2 separate regions of the Mus musculus genome follow, and region 1 is linked to region 2. A link is a contact called in public Hi-C data. All regions are on one chromosome and are shown on one strand. The core of a region is the stretch at or near the end of the contact, and the rest is flanking DNA. Distances in the headings are between cores, read along the strand shown.

Region 1 (3,778 bases), core at 260-2,759, 170 kb after region 2:
AATTTTTACTACGGGTTTGATGAAGTTAAGGGAGGAAATATTTTAATTGAAAGAAATGTGCTATAAATGCTTTTTTTAAAAAAAAAAATTTCCTCTGTTTGTGTGTGTCCCTTCTCTAGACATTTTTAGAACATTTTCCCTGTAAGCTAAAAGCCATATCTCCCCAGATTTTTTTTTTCAAGTGAAATTGCCTTTCATTTGGCAAAAACTAAACCTGTGATTCATGGAGGCTTTGAGCATGCGCCCTGCTTGCTTTGACTGACATTTTTGCAGGCTAAATCAGACCTGCATGATTCATCTGCACCAAGATTCATTATGCCAAAAAGAGGAGAGGTTTGGGGGTGGCGTAAAAGAGCATAACGGGAAATTGTCTTGGAAATTGTGACTAGTGACGAAGGTGAAAAGAACCAACGTCAGTTGGCGTTTTAAATTGGCATTTGATCGGGGAGACATTTTCTTGTCACTGTTTTATTAAGAAAATGGGCAAAATGCATTAGAGGGGCTTTCCTTTCCTGTGGAAAATGAAATTAAGGTAAGAAACAAGAAAACTGATTTTTTTTAAAGTGTCCTTTAGCTTAAGCATTAAGTGTAAGCTGGCCAGGCCTGTACAGTAGGGAATGTGGAGAACATTCCACTACCTTAACTGTCTGGGAATGTCTACCATTAGCAATCGATTTCCTCGTTGAGTTTATTCATTGTTACCTTTAAATTTGACATGTCCAGAGGAGCTAAGATCTCCCAGTGCCAGGCATGTTCTGTCTACTTGTAACAACGCAGGGAAACCGCTTTGGAAAGATGAGAAACTGGGAAAGCAGAATGAGGGAGTAAGAACCAGGCCAATGATGGAGCTCTGGGGGAGGGGCTGTTTGGGGGGTTGAACCCAATACTACCGAAAGGGGGCAGGATGTGCCCAAAACAACCAATCCTCTATTTTGCCTAAGTTTATTTTATTCTCTCTCATTATAGAAAGATAGGATATACGCCAGCCAGGACTAGTTTTATTCAGGACTGGCCTTGTAACATATGAGAGAACATAAATGTGCCGCTTCCTGTTACAAATCTATTAATAGCTGCGCAGCGTTGTGGCGTCCTAGTTCCCAGTATCACAAAACACACTAAAAAAGAAACAAAAACAACACTTAAATTGGAAAGTATCATCTCCAAGCTTCGGGGAACCTTCTGCTGCTGCGAGGTCCACCCTCATTTTCCTTATGACGTTGGTGTTGGTGGTGAGCTCTAGATTTGAGTAAGGGAAATGTTTCCTTGAAGATCACCTAAACATTTTAATTTATATTTAAATTTTTCAAAGGTAGGTGAGTGCTTTAAAAATCACTAAGTTCTCTGTCTACATGTATCTGACTCGTTATGTGGATGGATAGGACTCTTTTAAGACTAGTTTTTCTGCTTTTAAGTATATATATATGTCTGTGTGCGCACAGGTGTAAGTAATTGTAGTGCTTGCAGAGTCAAGAAGTGGGCGCTGGATCTCCTGGAGCGGGGAGTAAGGTGGTGGTGAGCAGTGGGTGTAGGTGTTGGCAACTGAACTCCAGCCCTCTGAATGAGCAACAGGCACTCTTAGTCACTGGGCCATCCCCACTATTTGTTGGATTCCTAGATTTCCAGTGTATTGTTTTAGATTCAGATCCAGTATCCTCACCTTACACCTATTGTACAAAACCTTATTCCCAATTTCCTGTCCCTACCTTAAGAGTCCTCAGACTTCACACCTCAAGCCAACATCAGCCTGGAATCACCAAGTATTGGATAAGTCCCAGGCTTGCAGTTAGATGGGGTTGGAGGGTAACAGGCAGCTGTGCACAGCCTGTTTAGTGGTGCGATGAAGGCTAGAAGTTATTAAGTGCAAGATGCTAAAAGCAGCTTCCTTTAAAGGTCCAAGTGATAGGGAAAGTAAAGCTCTCAGTTCTTGGCTACCTAAACTGTAGAAATCATCTTTGGGTAGAAGAGCATTGACATTTCGAGGTTGAATGTGTTTCTGTGTAAGACAGGGCTGAATCCCTTCCCAGCATATATTTCAGCCTCAGTGCAGCCAGACAGGAAGCTGCTGTTGTCTTCATCTTCTGTTGAAGTGGTCACTGTAATTAGTAGAGCAATAACCCCTCCACAAATGGAAGAATTCTTCACAGTTCATGTGTGCCCTCCCTCTCCCTTCCTCCTCTCTCATCACCGATCATTGACACCTCTTTCTAGTCTTTTACTCGGTGATGTTTGGAGGAACTGCAATCATCCATCACAAAGGCTTCAGTAGAAATGGTGACTTGTGACTGTTGTGGAGTGTTGTAGACTGGTGGTCATTGAGCTTCCGCTGAGAAATGAATAGCCTTAAGGTTTTTGAATGATTGGATATTTTAGTTTTTAATATTATAGTTTAGAATAAATGATCAGCCCTGTTTGACCATTGCGAACTCCCATTTTTAAAGCCATGCCTGGAATAAGGGCATTATGTCCAGTTCAGCTCCGCGTGTATACTCGGGACATCTTTGCTTCCCAGCACCTCCTCCGCAGTCACACAGCCTTAGCTAGCTGGCACGTGAATCTAATAGTTTAGTTTTTAAAATGTTGAATCAGCTTTTTGACACTTGGCTGGATTTTCTTACACTTGTATTATTCTTTTATTGTTTTCACAGAAAACCCCTAAATAAAATATCATCCGTTTCTTAAACACAATTTGTTGTACACAGAGTCTTCTATTACAAATAGATTATTTTGACTTGAGGAAACAATATTTTCTCCTCAATAAGAAATGTTTACCCAGTAACTACCTTTTTATGATGTTGCTTATTCCTTTGAATTGGATCTTTTTTAAGGTTTTATAACCTTCCAGTTATAGTCCAATCTAAGAAAATAAACGCACGCCCTGTAACACAATATGAAAAGTTATAATGTTTGAAATTTAAAAGACAAGCATACACCATGTTCTTCAAATGATATGGGAAATCTGAAGGAATCCATGCAATAATTTGCCTAAAGCAAAGTGTTGAGATAGAAAGAAACAACTCCAAGTGGCTTTATGGAAGGAACTGAAATATGCTAGGGTATGTCATTCCTGCTGAAACATCCAATTCAACTGTAGTTTAGTCAACTACCAAGTTAATCATAACTATAAGCACCAGATAATATATCTTGAAAATAACTGAGATGGGTCAAGAATTGCCCGTAAATTCAGCACCGAAATCAGTTTCTCTGTAAAGGAGACCTTTGCCTGAGATGTAAAGCATTGATTGCTCCCCCTGATGTGCAGGGAGATATCACATGTCAGTGCCCAAATGACATATGGCTTTACAGGGGACATGGACGCATGAATTCAGAATAATGCCCAATTGCTATGTAATCTTATACTTTTGTTTAATGAAAGATAACTTCAACCCAGATACAGTGACGCATATCTGTAATACCATTACTTGGGAACAAAGGAAGAAGGAGTGTGTCAAGTTCTACGCCAACCTGGTCTACAGAGTAAGTTGGACACCAACCTGGGCTTCAAGAGAAGACCATGTCTCAAAGAAAACAAAAATGAGGCTTCAAACTCTTTTGACAAATTCCTGCGTTAGAAGGTGGTGTTTACTTCCCCTCCTGTTGAAGCTGGGTAGGATCGTGGCTACTGTACAGAAGGAAAGGGCAGTGAAGCCTGCCAGTTTGCAAGTTACAGTTTTTAGACGCTGACAGCTCCCCCTCTTTCCTCTTCAAGCATTTACTCTTGAAGCCCAACTGTCAAGTCATAAGAAAATCTATATATTTCAGTGTGAGAAGAAACCCGTAT
Region 2 (3,959 bases), core at 599-3,098:
ATGTCTTCATATTAATATTGCAGTTTGAGATTTTAAAAAAATGTGTATGGGTTAAGCCTGCATGTATGTCTGTATACCACATGAATGCCTGTTGTTTGAGGTCTACAAGAGGGTGTCTGACACTCTGGAACTGGAGTTACAGATGGTTGTGAGCTGCCCTGTGGGTCCTTGGGATTGAATCCAGGTCTAAAATGAAAAGCAAGCTTTCTTAATTGCTGAGCTATCCAGCCCCAAGTTTGAAATTTTCAAAGTGATCATAATAACTAGACTTATCAAGATTTTTAAATTTTTCTTATAATCATACACTTGATTAACAAAAAAAGGTCCTGGGAGTTTGCAGTTTATTTTTCTTGCTGTATCACAGACTGATTGAAAACTATAAATAAGAAAAGAAGGACAAGAGCTATATATTTTGAACCAGCTGTCTTTAAAACACATTCAATGCATTACACATGAACACACAGTATTTAGGGAGCCCCTATCTATTGTGTTAACCATGGGGGTGAGGCATGATCTATGAAATTTTTTGTTTTTGGAAATGAGATGATTAATTGAAATCAGTGTGAAGTGTTAGTTAATTGTATGTAGAATTAATATGGAAAGGTTTGCAATGGTCTTCAAAAAATATGAAATATAGAAAACATATCCTGAAATTATAGTTTTTTAAAAATATTGGCATTGCCATCATATTTAGGTCCAATTACTTAGATTGATTAAGAAATGGCCAGGGATAGTGACTTTCTCTAAGTAAATATTATGGGATTGACCAAAATACCTTCCATTTTATATATTCAAAAAAGCATCTGCACTCAAATATATTAGCTATACATGCTTAAGTTCTTATCCCCCACCCCAATTTTATGTGTTATCTGAAAGATAAAAGCCTTAATTGTAATTGAGAGTTTCATACATGAGTACACTGTATACAAGTCCTTTCTACCGCCCTCCCCTGTCCTCTGCAGCTCCTCCTGTGTTACATGCATGCACACACATGTATGTATACACATGTATATATACACACATGTATTTACACACATGCCTGGACATGCACAACCCACTGAATTCTGTCTATGTTCCTGTCTGTAGATGTGCTTAGGACTGGGAAATCTATCCAGGGCCTTTCCTATAGAAAGCTTCCTTCTTCAGCAGCCATTGACTGCCCTGAGCCCTTCTTTGAGGGCGTGGCCTTGAAGCATTTTCAGCCATCCATTTTGGCATGTTTCCTGGAGTGTTCTCTCGAACGCGGCCATATGGTTGAGAGTTCACAGGCCCAGCACACTGTCGTGTCTAGAGGAAGCTGCTTTGCAGCAGTCATCCCCGTCCTCCGGCTCTTCGAAGCCTGCTTACTCTTCCTCAGTGGTTCTGAGCTGGAGCTGTAGCTTAGTTAGGTTGAGCATCCGATGGTTCCTTCTTTGGATTTTGACCATTGTGGATTTCTGTAGTAGCCTCTGAGTTCTGCAAAAATAGTTTCTGTGATGGGGACTTAATATTACACTTTCTGTGGACACGAGGATAGTATTTAGAATATAGGAGGAGGTTCTGTTTATTTAGGAGCATGGCCGCAGTAGATTCTCTTCTAGAGTCTGTGACCTTTCCTGCTACAAGCTCTTGGCTAGCTGACAGAATCAGACATGAATTTCCTCCTGATGAAAGGACCCCATGCTCAGCTCTATCTGGGATATTCTGGGAAGGTGGTCACTACCGTGGTCCCCTGGGCGTTGTCTGCTCAATGTGTCAGCCCCCATTCTTGATTCAGATGTTCAGTCTGACGCACAGAGAAGAGACTCTTCCTCTGACGTCTGGGCTTTGAGTGAGAGGAAACCACGCTAGAGAGAGGCCTTGATTTGCTCTTAAAGTGAGGGAGTGGTGTGCATGGGTGGCAAACACCACATGTCAGCTCTGCACATTACCCTTCCAGTTAGCAGACAAACGCTGTAATCTAGTAGTTACATTTTACATAATATGCTCTTCAGATATATAACTGCCTAGTACTTCAAAGTAAACTCATTCAAAGATATTTATAGAGGACCTTTTTATATGAAAAAGATTTATATTCTTTAAAAAGATTCCGGAAGTAAATTCCGCCTTCTCACTATGAGATGTGTGGCTGACAGCAGAATGAAGTACAGATGTGTTAATCATACCGTTCTTTCTTCCTGTAACTTCCTGGAGTTTCGTTCTAGGTCTCTTGTTCAGGAAATGCAGAGGCCAATCAGTCAGGCCAAATCTTAGCCTCAGACACGTGTGCATTTTAAAGCAGTCATTGTCTGGGGCATACACAGCATGCTCTTTCTCATAACGTGTGCTTATTGGGATGTCTATGTGCGTGGAAACGGGTGCCACTAGAATTAACTCTGGGTACAGGGTGGGTGTTGAAGACGGCTGACCATGATTTTCTAATGATATATAAACAAATACTTACATTAAAGCCAAGAATGAAGAGCCTGAAATTTAAGGCTAAGGCGTTTTGCCAAATTAGTATTTATCTTGGCCAAAGAGACATATAGTTTCCTTCCTCCTACTTGTGGATTCTAGTCGGGATTGCTAGCACATAGTAACTGGAGAAGCTATAACTCAAAATTAAGTCTGTCAGATTCCAGAATCTAAGCTCAATTAAGTATATACAGAATTCCAAAGAGAACCTAAATGAAAGCAGGTTTGATTCTGTAATTGACCATTTATTATGTACCCTGAACATCTGCTTGTCATAGTGGGAATACGCTGTGGGTTATGGCAAATGAAGACACGATCAATCCTTATTTGGTCAAGCTTTTAGGAAGAAAGGGCTTGCTCAGTTCCAGCACAGTGCTCCCTTGCCACTGAGAACCACAGTGCTCCCTTACCACTGAGAAACACAGTGCTGCCTTACCACTGAGAACCACAGTGCTCCCTTACCACTGAGAACCATAGTGCTCCCTTACCACCGAGAGCCACAGTGCTCCCTTACGACTGAGAACCACAGTGCTCCCTTACCACCAATAATCACAGTGCTCCCTTACCACCAATAATCACAGTGCTCCCTTACCACTGAGAATCACAGTGCTTCCTTGCCACCAAGATCCACAGTGCTGCCTTACCACTGAGAATCACAGTGCTCCCCTACCACTGAGAACCATAGTGCTCCCTTACCACCAATAATCACAGTGCTCCCTTACCACTGAGAATCACAGTGCTCCCTTGTCACCAAGATCCACAGTGCTGCCTTACCACTGAGAACCACAGTGCTCCCTTACCACAATAATCACAGTGCTCCATTACCACTGAGAATCACAGTGCTCCCTTGCCACCAAGAGCCACAGTGCTCCCTTGCCACTGAGAACATTTATTTTATATTTATTGAAAGGCCTTTCATAGGATTAGGTAGTGATTAACTCACTCATATGAATTTCATGTTTACACAAAGAAAAGAAAGTAGAAACAAATTAAACTACTTCCAAAATACTTTCAACTTCATAATGTAGGTTTTCACGAATGAGCCGAAGGTCGAAGGTTTTTTTTTTTTTTTTTTTTGTTTTTTGTTTTTGTTTTCATGTATGTCACTGACCAGGACACTGGTGCTTACATTCATGGATCCAGTGACATCTACATCAGAACTACCATCTTCCCAGCAGTGGGCTATATGACATCATCAACTGTAGAACACCTGACTTGAGAGATATTAAAATGAGTTTAAAAATGTCAATTATGGGTAGGGCCAACTTTTAAAAGATTATGCTGCGGAGTTAATCAATGCCAAGTATTTCTCTGGTGCATCCCTTTAAATGTATCATACTTCAACACGTATTAGTTGCTTTTATTGTCGTCTATGTGTACTATAAAGAAAATTAGGCATTGCATTACCCGTTAGAATCATGAGTAGAAACTCCTGCATATGTTGGACTGTCTTCTTTCTCTTCATCTCTTCCCAACAATGGTTTCCTTTAAAGATTTTAAAATATCTCTTCTTATTCTGCATGTGC

What was found. A called contact is a pair of places that touch in the nucleus more often than the background predicts.
Region 1: a contact with region 2 is called in a Hi-C map of Th1 cells, with 1.7 times the contacts expected there. The contact joins two enhancer-like sites. A contact is called at or near these places in 4 of 484 Hi-C or Micro-C datasets (Th1 cells, cortical neurons, embryonic fibroblasts and 1 more).

The regions. Positions count from the first base shown.
Region 1 is chr19:57,969,677-57,973,454 of GRCm38.p6, forward strand. All of the region lies in intron 27 of Atrnl1 (attractin like 1), which reads left to right. Among named protein-coding and RNA genes, the nearest start is that of Gm52385, 45 kb to the left of the region's middle. Within about 2 kb of position 1,510, at least 21 of the 459 cell types and tissues checked have an H3K27ac peak or open chromatin away from gene starts, as enhancers often do. A contact at or near this core is called in Th1 cells, where this site is marked.
Region 2 is chr19:57,801,148-57,805,106 of GRCm38.p6, forward strand. All of the region lies in intron 26 of Atrnl1 (attractin like 1), which reads left to right. Among named protein-coding and RNA genes, the nearest start is that of Gm52385, 120 kb to the right of the region's middle. Within about 2 kb of position 1,849, at least 18 of the 459 cell types and tissues checked have an H3K27ac peak or open chromatin away from gene starts, as enhancers often do. A contact at or near this core is called in Th1 cells, where this site is marked.